2 separate regions of the Oryctolagus cuniculus genome follow, and region 2 is linked to region 1. The links are chromatin contacts, called in public Hi-C maps. All regions are on one chromosome and are shown on one strand. Each heading gives the region's core, a stretch centred on a gene start, on an enhancer-like site or on the middle of the called end of the contact. The rest is flanking DNA. Distances are from core to core; before and after follow the strand shown. Region 1 has its middle 52 kb from the start of AMOTL1. Region 2 holds the start of CWC15 (CWC15 spliceosome associated protein homolog).

Region 1 (5,884 bases), core at 1,747-4,246:
CTGATGGCAGGAGCCAGGTACTTCTCCTGGTCTCCCATGGGGTGCAGGGCCCAAGCACTTGGGCCGTCCTCCACTGCACTCCCGGGCCACAGCAGAGAGCTGGACTGGAAGAGAGGCAACCGGGACAGAATCCGGCGCCCTGACTGGGACTAGAACCCGGTGTGCTGGCACCGCAAGGCGGAGGATTAGCCTAGTGAGCCACGGCGCCGGCTTCAAGTGGCATCTTAACCACTGAACAAACCATCCAACGATCCAGCCCCAGAATTCGTTTTCTTGCGTGTGCCGACTCAAGCACCTTGTCTGTTAAGGACAACAGAAAAGGACGAGCCTCTGGGTAACTCAGGCCCAGCTAGGATGATTCTCCTTTAAGTCAGCTGATTCGAAACTGCACAGTCCCTGCACCTTTACTAATGCAAAGAGGACTTTGAAAAATTCCTGGGAAAATGGACTTTAAAAGATGAGTTCATTTTGGAGCAAAAAATACATTGGATCCACCAATAGTTTTTTGATAATACACTTTTCCCATGAGCTTTGTGAAGACCCTCTGTGTTCTGTTGGTTAGAAACAGGCTGTCGCCCACTCCCATAACTGAAGGGAGGGGACTTCACAAAGCGTGGATACCATGGGTAGAAATCATAAAGGACATTTTAAATTTCTATTGTCATATCTTCCATTTAATAACCCGTGTGTGTGTGTGTGTGTGTGAGAGAGAGAGAGAGAGAGAGAGAGAGAGAGAGACTCACCATAGCGAATTCAGGGGAATTTGATTTGAGGAATCAAGGATGTCTTGTGGATCCCGAGGAATAATGCAGTGTGGCCCGAGGAAGGACAGGAAACCAGGATTTGCAGTGCCCAGGGGGAACTGTCTCCGAGCGTTTACCCCAGTGTCCTCTCTCTGTGGACCAAGTTCATGTGCTCTCCAATTTGTGCTTTGTGGTTGCCATCACATGTAATCTCATCTCACCATCGCAGCTGCCAGCCTAGTTCTCTACTCTCAGAGAAGACATCTTGGACAGCTGTGCATCCCCAGTGCAGTCCCCTGAGCCTAGGTGCACAGGACACATGCTACAAGCACAACCACATGGCATAGACCCATGGTGGCCCTGCAGCAAAGGGAGGATGGGGCTCAGTTCTCAAAGGAAGAGGCTGAGGTCCCAAAAGAGGTGTCAGGCATTGTTGTCAGTGGCCGGCTTGCCCACTCTGCAAAATCCAGCACATAATTTAACAGGAAAGCTAGTAGTGAGGGGAGCAAATGAGGCATGTCTGATGGTGTTCCACAGGTAGTGCCATGTGCTGCATAATCCAGGAATTGAGTTGCAGCTAGAGCTGACTCCCTGTCTAAAGGACTTGTAAACCCCTCCTGTTACCCACACTGAGAAGGCGGCTTACTTCACAGGAAGAAGGAAGGACTGTAGAGAATGTAGGTACAGGTGCAGAGGGCCCAATTTAGAGCCAGAGGCCCAGCCGCATCTTCCAGAACCTTTCCTGGAAGTGGCTGAGAGAGCTGCCATGAGCGAGTGCAGAAGTTCAGAGGGAAATGAAGAGTTCTGAAGGAGGAGGTACGTCCCCGCACAGATGGTACTGCTCGTGCCCTGATAAGAACAAAGGGAGACTCACAAAGATCAGTCAGACGGGGCCAGGAATTTAAGCCACGCACGCTAAGAGCGGCTTTCAATTCCGCCTTAATGGGGAACTGGTATCAGAATGCCTGGTGTGTCTTATGCAGTTGCTTTATGTAAGTGTATAAGCGATGCGTGAACTGGGTGTGGTTCCCACCCGCCATGTCGGTACGTTACCAGCAAATCCTTCCGAGTCTTCGTTTAGCTCAAAGTTGAAGGCTCATTTCCAACACTTACATATGTACATAAGTATGCAAACCTGTCCTCTCCTGATGTTCCCAATGAAGATTCTGAGGTTCAGCATAGTCCCAACTAGGCAAACGCTCCTGGCTCTGTGCTTGTAGAGATCATGACTTTCCACTGAGATGTACTTATGTCTCAGTGTTCTACATGTTACAAAAGGTTTCTCCACATGGGGGATTTGACCTGGCTGGTGTGAGAATCCCAGAGTGTTATGGTCCCCTTGTTGCCAGGGGCCAGGGTCTAGTTATCTTCCTATCATGGTGCCAGCACATACAGGGTACTTTAAAAAGTTCATGGAAAATGAATTACAAGATAGGTTTACTTTGGGGCAAAGTAGTTTTAAATTGATGTATGGCTTCTCGTAATACACATCTTTCCATCAGCTTTTAAAAGACCCTGCATATGAACAGTTTTTAAAAGTTTTTCACAGGCCGGCGCCGCGGCTCACTAGGCTAATCCTCCGCCTTGCGGCGCCGGCACACTGGGTTCTAGTCCCAGTTGGGGTGCCAGATTCTGTCCCGGTTGCCCCTCTTCCAGGCCAGCTCTCTGCTGTGGCCAGGGAGTGCAGTGGAGGATGGCCCAGGTGCTTGGGCCCTGCACCCCATGGGAGACCAGGAGAAGCACCTGGCTCCTGCCATCGGATCAGCGCGGTGCGCTGGCCGCAGCGCGCCGACCGCAGCGGCCATTGGAGGGTGAACCAACGGCAAAGGAAGACCTTTCTCTCTGTCTCTCTCTCTCACTGTCCACTCTGCCTGTCAAAAAAAAAAAAAAAAAAAGTTTTTCACCAATATAAACTTACCTCTTAATCCATTTCTCCACAAACTTTTTTGGGTACCTTCATAATAGACTCTCAAAAATGTTTATTGTATGAGACAAAAAAGATGGCATAACTGCCCTTGTTGGTCACTGTGGTTATAATTTGCAGTCTGCTCCAGTAGATTGTGACCCTGAGCTGACGAATAGGGTCACCATTAACCATATGTAGCTTTTAAAATTGGAGTTAACCAATAGAGTTTAAAATTCAGTTCTTTCGTCACAACTGCAACAGTTCAAGTACTTAATAAGTACCTGTGGCCAGTAGCACCACGTGGAACCTTCCGCTTATCACCATGCGCTCTTGGACGGTGCCACTCTGGGGGTGCAGACCGGCTGTTCCTTCCCAGGACCTGTGTCGGGATCACATAACACTGTGTTCAGCAGCTGTTTAGGAAATGAGTGACAGTGACGCTGTCCCCATAAGCCTCAGCCTAGGCTTCATTTGCACAAGGAAGCCTTCCCTGAGTTCCACTTGTGTTCCTGAGACCTGAGCAAAGCTCTTAGATTCCTCTTCATAAGGAGATGGCCCATCCTGCCAGGCAGCACAGCTCTGGAGAGCAGGACGGGCTCTGACAAGCCTGTGCCACCAGCATCCAGAGCAATGGGCGACAGAGTGGGAACCCGCAGTCATGTTCGTGGAACAAAACCAACCAGAGAGATTCAGTTGCAAGTGTAGAGCATTCTCCCCATTACGTATAAAGTCAGTGATGAGGCGTGGGATGGACGCTGCAGGTTGTGTCTTTGTAGGAGTGTGGGAGTCCCAGTGAGACGTGATTGACCAAAACAACACAAGCATTAGCGTCCTTACGTATACTACTGTCGAGTTCCTCACGGTAGCCCCAATTTGAGGAAGCTTTTTCATACTTTTTGGCTTCTTCCCTTTCAATGCCTTCTATCTCTAATCCCATTTTCTTCTCCTTTTGTAAACTTTTTGTTTTTAAAATACAAAAATTGCTGCACAGTCTATAGTACGCACCTCAATACTTTTGTATGAAGAAGGACTCTCACAGGAATTATGCAACCAAGAAGTAATCAAGGAAAATCACAAGAGTGGAGGAAGCCTCAGCATAGTACAAGGACAAGGTCAGGTATTGTTACCTGCAGAGAGGGAGGGGGAGGGGGAAGAGGAGGGGAGGGAAGGGGGAGAGGGAGAGGGAGAGGGAGAGGGAGAGGGAGAGGGAGAGGGAGAGGGAGAGGGAGAGGGAGAGGGAGAAAGAGAATGTAGAAATAAAAACATAAAATCCCCGGCTACCCTTTCCCAATCCTTTCCATCTCTGGCCCTATTCCCTGTTGGATGAAACCAAACAGGAAGCCAGAGGGCTGGGAAGCAGAAATGTTGGCCTCTTGGGGCCCAGCAGGGTGGAGAGGCTGAAGCACAGACCAGGAGGGTGACAGAGAATTTTTTTCTCTTTTGCTCCTCATTTTACAGATAAGCTCATTCTCCATTCCATTTTCCCTCACCAGAGATAACCAGTGTCCTGAATTGGGCAGGCGACCTCTGTGTCTGTGTTTTTTAAGACTATTATTACTTATACATCAATATGTACTGAAAAGCATTATTTTGGCTGTTTAAGATTTTTATACTTTTTTTTTTCATTCTGTGCATATGATTCATTTGATGAGGTTTTGGGCCTATATAAATGCTATTTTAGTACGGATAGATTCATTCACCTTAACTGCTGAATAGCATTCCATTCTGCCTAGCCATTCTCTTGCTGATGGCATTTATGTTGTTTCTGATAGTGTTCCAACAAAGCTGCAGTGAACAACCTTGGGCCCTGGACTAAAGGTCTTGAATCGTCTCAATCGGACCACACATTGTCTAATTACCCTCCAGAATGGTTGTACTGACTTATGTTCTCAACAGCAACATATGAGCATTCCTGTTTCCCCAGGTTCTCACCAACTCTTAGTATTCCACATTTTAATTTTTGTGAGCATTACAGGTGTGAAACGGTATCTTGGTGTTTTAATTAGCATTTTCCTGATCCCCAGTGAAGGTGAACACCTTTTTCAGATATTTAGGGGCCATTTGGGTTTATGCTTCTGTGCATTGCCTGTCTGTATCCCTAGTCGATAGTTTTGTTGAATCACTTATCTCTTCCTGTCTGATTTGTAAGCTTTATAGAGTCTGGGCATTAACTCTTTGTGTAGAATGTGCTTTGTCACCTAAGACTCTTGTAGTGGTCTCAGGGTGAGGCTTGATTGGCATCTGCATTGAGAGCTTATCAGGCCCGGACATCCTGAAGGGAGAGGAAATGACCAACCAAAGACCAGGTGGAATTTGCTCACATCACAAGGAGTTTTTCCCTAAGACACTGGAGATTAACAGATAAGTCTATAAAATTCAAAGAGAGCTGTAGGGTTTATCATCTGTAGGGTTTATCTGTGGCGCCCCTCTCCCCCACCCCGGATGCACTGCATCCTGTGGAAACACAGCCACTCTGCTTTCAGCATCAACTATTCTGCCTTGACAATGTACTGTATGACGAATGGATACTGTCAGGGAGGAGGTGTGTGCAGCTTTGTAAGCCACTGCGGGACGTGAAGGAAACCCTCCTGCTGCCCGAGGACAGGCTCTTTCTAAAGCCATAAGCTCTGGTGACAAACTGTGCTCAACACGTTGCTGCACCTTAGTTTAAAGAAATGTTTCTGTAGGAGCCAGCATTGTGGGGTAATGGGTTAAACCATTGCCTGGGATGCCGGTATCCCAGCACCCATTCAAGTCCTGGCTGCTCTGCTTCTAATCCAACTTCCTACTAATGTGCCTGGGAGGGCAGCAGAGGATGACCCAAGTGCTTTGGCCCCTGCACCCATGGGGGAGATCCAGATGAAGCTCCTAGCTCCTAGTTTTGATCTGGCCCAGCCCCAGCCATTTGGGGAATGAATCAGCAGATGGAGGATCTCTCTCTCTCTCTCTCTCTCTCTCTCTCTCTATCTCTATCTCTCTCTTTCTCTCTCCTTCTCTCTGTGTAACTCTGCCTTTCAAAGAAATAAGTAATTTTTTTTAAAAAAGAAAGTGCTTCTATAGGTAGCAATATAATGCACTCAAGGCTACACCAAGATGCCCTTCTATTGGGGAGGGGTGAGGGAAATTATATCCACCTATCCTCCACCTGTGTACTTTCTGATGTTTCTACCATGTGATCCAGGCACTGGGTGAAGTCCTGGACACACTTCATTACACAGTACCTGCTCTGGAAGAA
Region 2 (5,884 bases), core at 1,767-4,266, 320 kb before region 1:
GCTAGAATCATAAGATTATGATTATAATTATATGATTATAAGAATAGCCAGTTTTGCAGTCTCAGTTTATTATAGAAAACATTGTTTCCTATTAAATTAGAATACTACCTTTCTCATATTAAAATGAAGGAACATTTTTAAGGTTAAGACGCACTACCCCATGTACAAAAGGTGGTAAAAGGGAAGGCTTCGCAGAGTAGGAGAAACAGGAAATACAGCAGGGTGCCAGTAAGAGTGAAGTGACTGAGACCCAGGGCACAGGTTACCTCAGCTCTAGTACCAATAGAATGCTGAGGATATGGGCACAGCCAAAGGTAGCCTATAGATCTGCCCAGAGGGGAGATGAGGGGTTCTTCAAGATCTATTTTCCCCGAGAATTAAGATGTTTTACTCATAGGAGAAAGGAAGCGGAAGGGGAAGGAGATGGAAAAGGCACACAGACTTGAATAAAGAAGGGAATGTGGTAAATATTATTGGAGAGGGGAAAAATAGAGGGACAAAAGACGACTGCAGACGCAAAAGCTCAACTATATTATGGTAATAATACATTTAAAATAAGAGTTCTTGGGAGGTTATATGATTTTGGCCAGCAGAGTTAAATGATAGGGTGAATGTTAAGTCTTCAGTAAACATATTTTTTCCTTTCTGATACTTTCAAACTGTTGAAATAAATCAGAACTTTTTCCTATTAGTACTTTCATGTCATATGTAGTTTCTTTTAATACTTTCAGGTCAATAGGTCAAAAGCTCTTAGTTTTTGTGGACTGATTATGTTAGATGTTGGTGCTAATGAAATTATAGAGTAGCAGTTAGCAGTCAAAAGATGGAGCAGTGGGCTGTGAATTAAACAGATTAAAGTGATTCATGCAGGGTTGAAAAGGGCAGCTGGAACATAAAAACTATTTGCTATAATTGTGTTACCATCTTGCCATCGCTGCTACATTCCTCTATTTCATAGTGCATCATTCATTCATTCATTCATTCAGAAAATACTTACTCAGCACCTATTAAGTGTCAGGCACAGCTCTATATGCAGAGAACACACCAGTGAGCAAGACAGACAAGATTCCTGCTTTCCTGGAACTTATGTTCTAATACAAGAAGATAGACAACAATAATAAAATAATATTAATAATAATAGCTAACATTTACTTAGCAAGTATTATTTGCTGAGACAGTTCTAAGCACTTTACAAATATTCATTCTTACAGTCACATTATGAAGTAGGAACTAGAATTTTCTCCATTTTATACATGAGGAAACTGAGCGCATTAGAAAGGGAAAATAACTTGCCTAAGGTTATACAGCTACAAAAGGGCAGAACTGGAGTTTAGAACCAAGACAGTCGGGCTTTCGCTTAATGGCTTTGCTATGCTGCCTCTCAGACAAGCAACAAAGCAATAAAGAAGGAACAGAACAGGTTCAGGTAGTATTCACTGGTATGAAGCAGGATAATGATACGACTTTGCATGCTGGAGGGGCGGGGATGCAAATGCAGAGGTCAGGGAAAATCTCCCTGGGGAGGTAGCATTTGAACTGCTACTTGAAGGATGGCAACAGTTATCTTGGACTATAGGCAACAGAGAAAAGCCACTATAAAGTTCTAAGGTAAGGACCAATCCTGCCTTATTTTATGAAACAGAAATGCCCACGTAGCTGCACCTCCAGCCATGGAGAGTCTGGTGTGTAACAATGACTGCTTCAGAGTGAAATCAGGGAGATAAGGCAGGAGCCAGACTCCACAGGCCACGGTGAGAAAGGTGGTCTTTAATCTAAGTGCAGGGGGTTTTATGCAAGTGAGGAATGCTAGCTATGATTAATCACTATCCAGGTGGAAGATGATGGTGGTTTTGATGAGATCATGATTGTGGAATGGAATTTAGGGTAAATTTTGACAAGACTTGCGAAGGAACAGGATGTGAATAGTGAAGCAAAAGCAACTGTTAAGTAGGTGCCCTGGGGTTTTTGGTTTGAGTAACTAGTGTGATGGCTGCATCCTTTACTGATGTGCAGGACTTGGGGAGGAATATATTTGAAAGAAAAAGCAAACACACACAAAATTTTCCAACTTGAACCTTACAGAGGAAGGCGCTTTTTCTACATTGGTTTCACTTAAAAGTTTCAAAGAAAGAATTTTCAGGAAAAATCCTTCAATGTTCAATTTTGACACTAAATTGGGAAAACTTAAATTTTCACTGGTTTAACAAATACTGCGCAGGATACTACCATGTGTGACACTCTACCAGGAAGGACTAAACAAACAAGATCCCTGCTCTCAGAGTGCTTGTTTCTCAGGGGAGAAAGAAAAACGACTGGTGATTTACTTTTTGCCTTTTCCTGGTCTTACTACAACCTCCCCTAATGCATCAGTAGCCATCTTAATAATTCCACCCCGTGCCACTGGCGGTTGGGCCCACCGTTCTAAACGTTCAAGGTCGTAAACGCTAATGCTGACATCTCCCCTCTCACAGAACTTAAGGGCATTTTAAAGGGAAAAAAAAAAAAAAAACTTAGCAAACAATACGAATACAACCTTTGCTGTGAAGTCTAATATTTTTGCAGGAATGGTACCTTTATAAAGATCGTGGTTGCCCCCGCACATATTTGTTCTTTCTTCATATCCAATTAAATGAAAACACTAGTGTTTCCGCAGCCTAGTTTTCTAGGCTTGTTGGCTCTAGCTCAGGAGAAAGGATGGAAACAGAATCGTTGGATTTAAACTGTTTGGTGAAATCCCTTTGCACGCTCTCTCCCGCTAGCCATGGATGTGGTGTCGGCTACACCGGGTTTTCCATCCACGCAGTGCCGGAATGAAGGAGTCTGGGAGGGGGGGTTGGGGAAGGGAAAGACGGAAGAGACATTAAGTAACTGGCTCTCGAAAGCGTAAGATGATGTTCAAGGTCTGCTCTAAAGCACTGATTTCAAATGCCCGCCCCCTGGGCCGTTTCAGCCCCGCCCCTTGATGTCGTCACACCGACTTCCACTTTGGCCTCTGAGGATTGGTCGTTGCCGCCACCTCTTTGGGGCGGTTAAAAATGCTCGGGTTTTGCTTCCGGGTCTTGGGCTTTGGCCCTGGGCGCAGAGGTTTCTGGGAGCTATCAAGCACAATGGCGTCTGTATGATTTTCCGTGAGTGTAGTATCGGACGTCTTCCTAGGTGAGCGGCACGGGGAGAGCAGTTTGTGTTTCTTATCCGGGTGGCGTGGGAGACGGCAGTCGGGGTCAGAGTTGGCGTTGGCCGAGTGCCGAGCGCCGGCGGGAAAGACCGGGAGCCGCGGACGGGCGGTGGAGCCCGGTGCCGGCCGGGCGCGCCCGCAGCCCCCGGCCTCCAGCGCGGAACGAAGCTCTGCCCTCTGTGGCTTTAAGCCGGGGCTTGAAGCAGGCCAGCCAGGCGAAAGGCGGGCTCCCGGGCGGCCGGAGTGATCAACCTGAAGCTTTTGGGAAGCGGCGGCGCCCCCGACCCTAGAAAACCTGCTTCTCTCTCTCCTTACGCAGGCTTTCACGGCCTTTTGGAAACCGAGGGAAGCATACAAAATAATCCTGCCGTCTTCTGCACCCTCCCCAGACACTTGCTTTTCTGACGTTAACGGGCTTTTGGGCTCTTAGTAGCCCCATCAGCTGGGCAGTATTCTTTCCGTTATCAGATTCCTTTGAGGATTAGGTTTCTGTCATTGGAGCATTTCTTAAATTGTAGCCTGACGTGTATGTTGTGAGGACTGTCCCAGGAGAAAATCGAATCCACAAGATTGTTGGAGAATGTTTCCCACTGATTTTCAGCACACTTACCTCTGGGACACTTAAGAGTTTGTCAGTGATTTTTAAATTTTCTTTCTTTTTGTCTTTTCCTTAAGGACATTTAAACTAAGGTTTAAACTGAGAACTTTTAGGGCTTTGACATGTGGGATCTCATAATTCTTTGAGGAATAGCCCCATTCTATAAATGAAAGATTGGTCACTTGTCCAAGGCCACACAGAAGGGGAACAGGAGCAGAAACTCAGGTCTTCACCACAGAATTTTTGGTGTGAGATAAAAGCTGCCCTTGCACCTCATAATTGGTTTCCTTCAGAACTTTGGTTTGGGAGGGTTATTGAAGCAAGTTTTGAGATTATTTCACAAGGATGGATATTTGTTTAGTACCTTACACAGTGAAAGTATGTCGCATTAGAAACAACTTTGTTTTCCCCCATAGCGTCAAAGATGACGACAGCAGCCAGACCAACTTTTGAACCTGCAAGAGGTGGAAGAGGAAAAGGGGAAGGTGATCTGAGCCAACTCTCAAAGCAGTATTCCAGCCGAGACTTACCTTCCCATACAAAGATAAAATATAGGTATAAAGACTCGCAGCTTTTTCTTGCTCATGAAATAGGCCTAATCTGTTGAAAAGCATGGCCATGATGTGTAGTAGGGGTAGGTTTGAATTGTATCACTTCAGTTACCATTTTCAGAGGAATAGAATACAATAGAAAGTTTAACATCAAAATTACACTCTGTGATTTTAAAGTTCTATCCCCTTCCTGCAGCCCAAATTCTTATTATCCAGGAGTTTCCATATGGAGATGGAATGGTAGCTAGTGGATTATCTCAGAGAAACTATGCACTTACCAGCATTAGTCAACATGACATTGAAAGCGTTACTGTAACAGGCCCTGAATTTCTAATAATACAACAATTAAATACCTGCTTTTAGGGAAAAAATTATTTATTTTATTTGAAGAGCGGAGTGAAAGAGATCCCCCATCTGCTGGTTCACTCCCCAAACGCCTGCAACTGTCAGGGCTGGGCCATACTTAAGCCAGGAACCAAGAACTCAATCTGTGTCTCCCATGTGGTAGATGACAGGGACCTGAGTACTTGAACCATCACCTTCTGCCTTCCAGAGTTCACATTACTGGGAAGCTGGAATGGAGAATAAAGATGAGTCTCAAACCCAGACACTCCTTTATGGAGTGTCCCAAACAACACCATAACCACTGAGCCAAGTGCATAGTTCAAAAAATTAAGGACATTATAATAAATCTGTAGCTGTATTATGGGAAAGTATGCAGTTCAACCTTCAGATTGTGTCATAATTCTGACAACTTTCCTCTTAGGCTTAAAGGACAAAGTTGCTGTGATGAATTATATTTCATTGCTACAGCCATGTATTTTTTTCTTTCTAGTAACCTTTTGACCCTGATTGGTTTATAATTTAGGCAAACTACTCAGGATGCCCCTGAAGAGGTTCGTAACCGGGACTTCAGGAGAGAGCTGGAAGAGAGAGAGAGAGCTGCTGCCAGAGAGAAAAATAGGGATCGTCCAACCCGGGGTACTAACGCTATCCCAAACGTTTGTCTCATAAAATTATGTTCTCCATATTTTTTTATGTGTTAATTAGAAACTGTTAATATTTCTGTTTGTTTGCTTTTAAGTATTAGTGTGAATTACAGTGCTTTCTTAACTAGCCTAGAAGTGATGATCAGGTTTAGGTTCCCAACATGTATAAACTATTCCCTGAATTTCCTGAGGCCGCAGTTCCTGTATAAAATCAGTGCTTTCATTAAGTCATTCGATAAATATTTATCCAAATGCTTATCTGCTAGCCACTGTATGAGCCCTGCTGCTGGGATGCTTTTAGTGTGATTGTTTTGTGCCCATGAGTCCCTGAATCGTAAGAAACGTGTGTCAGTAACTAGGTGATGTTTGCCTACCCCCAGAACATACAACTTCCTCTTCAGTATCCAAGAAGCCTCGGTTAGACCAGATTCCTGCTGCCAACCTTGACGCAGATGATCCTTTAACAGACGTATGTTTCATTTCCTACTTTCACCTCTTATCTAGTCATTTTTTACTGCATTTTTCTGAAATATATTTTTATGCTTTTGTATTTAAGAAGTCACATGTGTTT

The links. A called contact is a pair of places that touch in the nucleus more often than the background predicts.
Region 2: a contact with region 1 is called in a Hi-C map of embryonic fibroblasts, with 2.2 times the contacts expected there. The contact joins the promoter of CWC15 here to the enhancer-like site in region 1. A contact is called at or near these places in 5 of 6 Hi-C or Micro-C datasets (ear pinna, embryonic fibroblasts, psoas muscle and 2 more).

Annotation. Positions count from the first base shown.
Region 1 is chr1:85,884,288-85,890,171 of mOryCun1.1, reverse strand. No RefSeq gene overlaps it. Among named protein-coding and RNA genes, the nearest start is that of AMOTL1, 52 kb to the left of the region's middle. Within about 2 kb of position 2,996, at least 1 of the 8 cell types and tissues checked has an H3K27ac peak or open chromatin away from gene starts, as enhancers often do.
Region 2 is chr1:86,202,838-86,208,721 of mOryCun1.1, reverse strand. It overlaps CWC15 (CWC15 spliceosome associated protein homolog), which reads left to right and starts at 3,016. Exons shown (of 7, transcript XM_002708624.5): 1 at 3,016-3,156; 2 at 4,190-4,328; 3 at 5,193-5,305; 4 at 5,694-5,782. The coding sequence starts at 4,198. It overlaps KDM4D (lysine demethylase 4D), which reads right to left and starts at 2,937. Exons shown (of 3, transcript XM_002708442.4): 1 at 2,572-2,937; 2 at 998-1,091.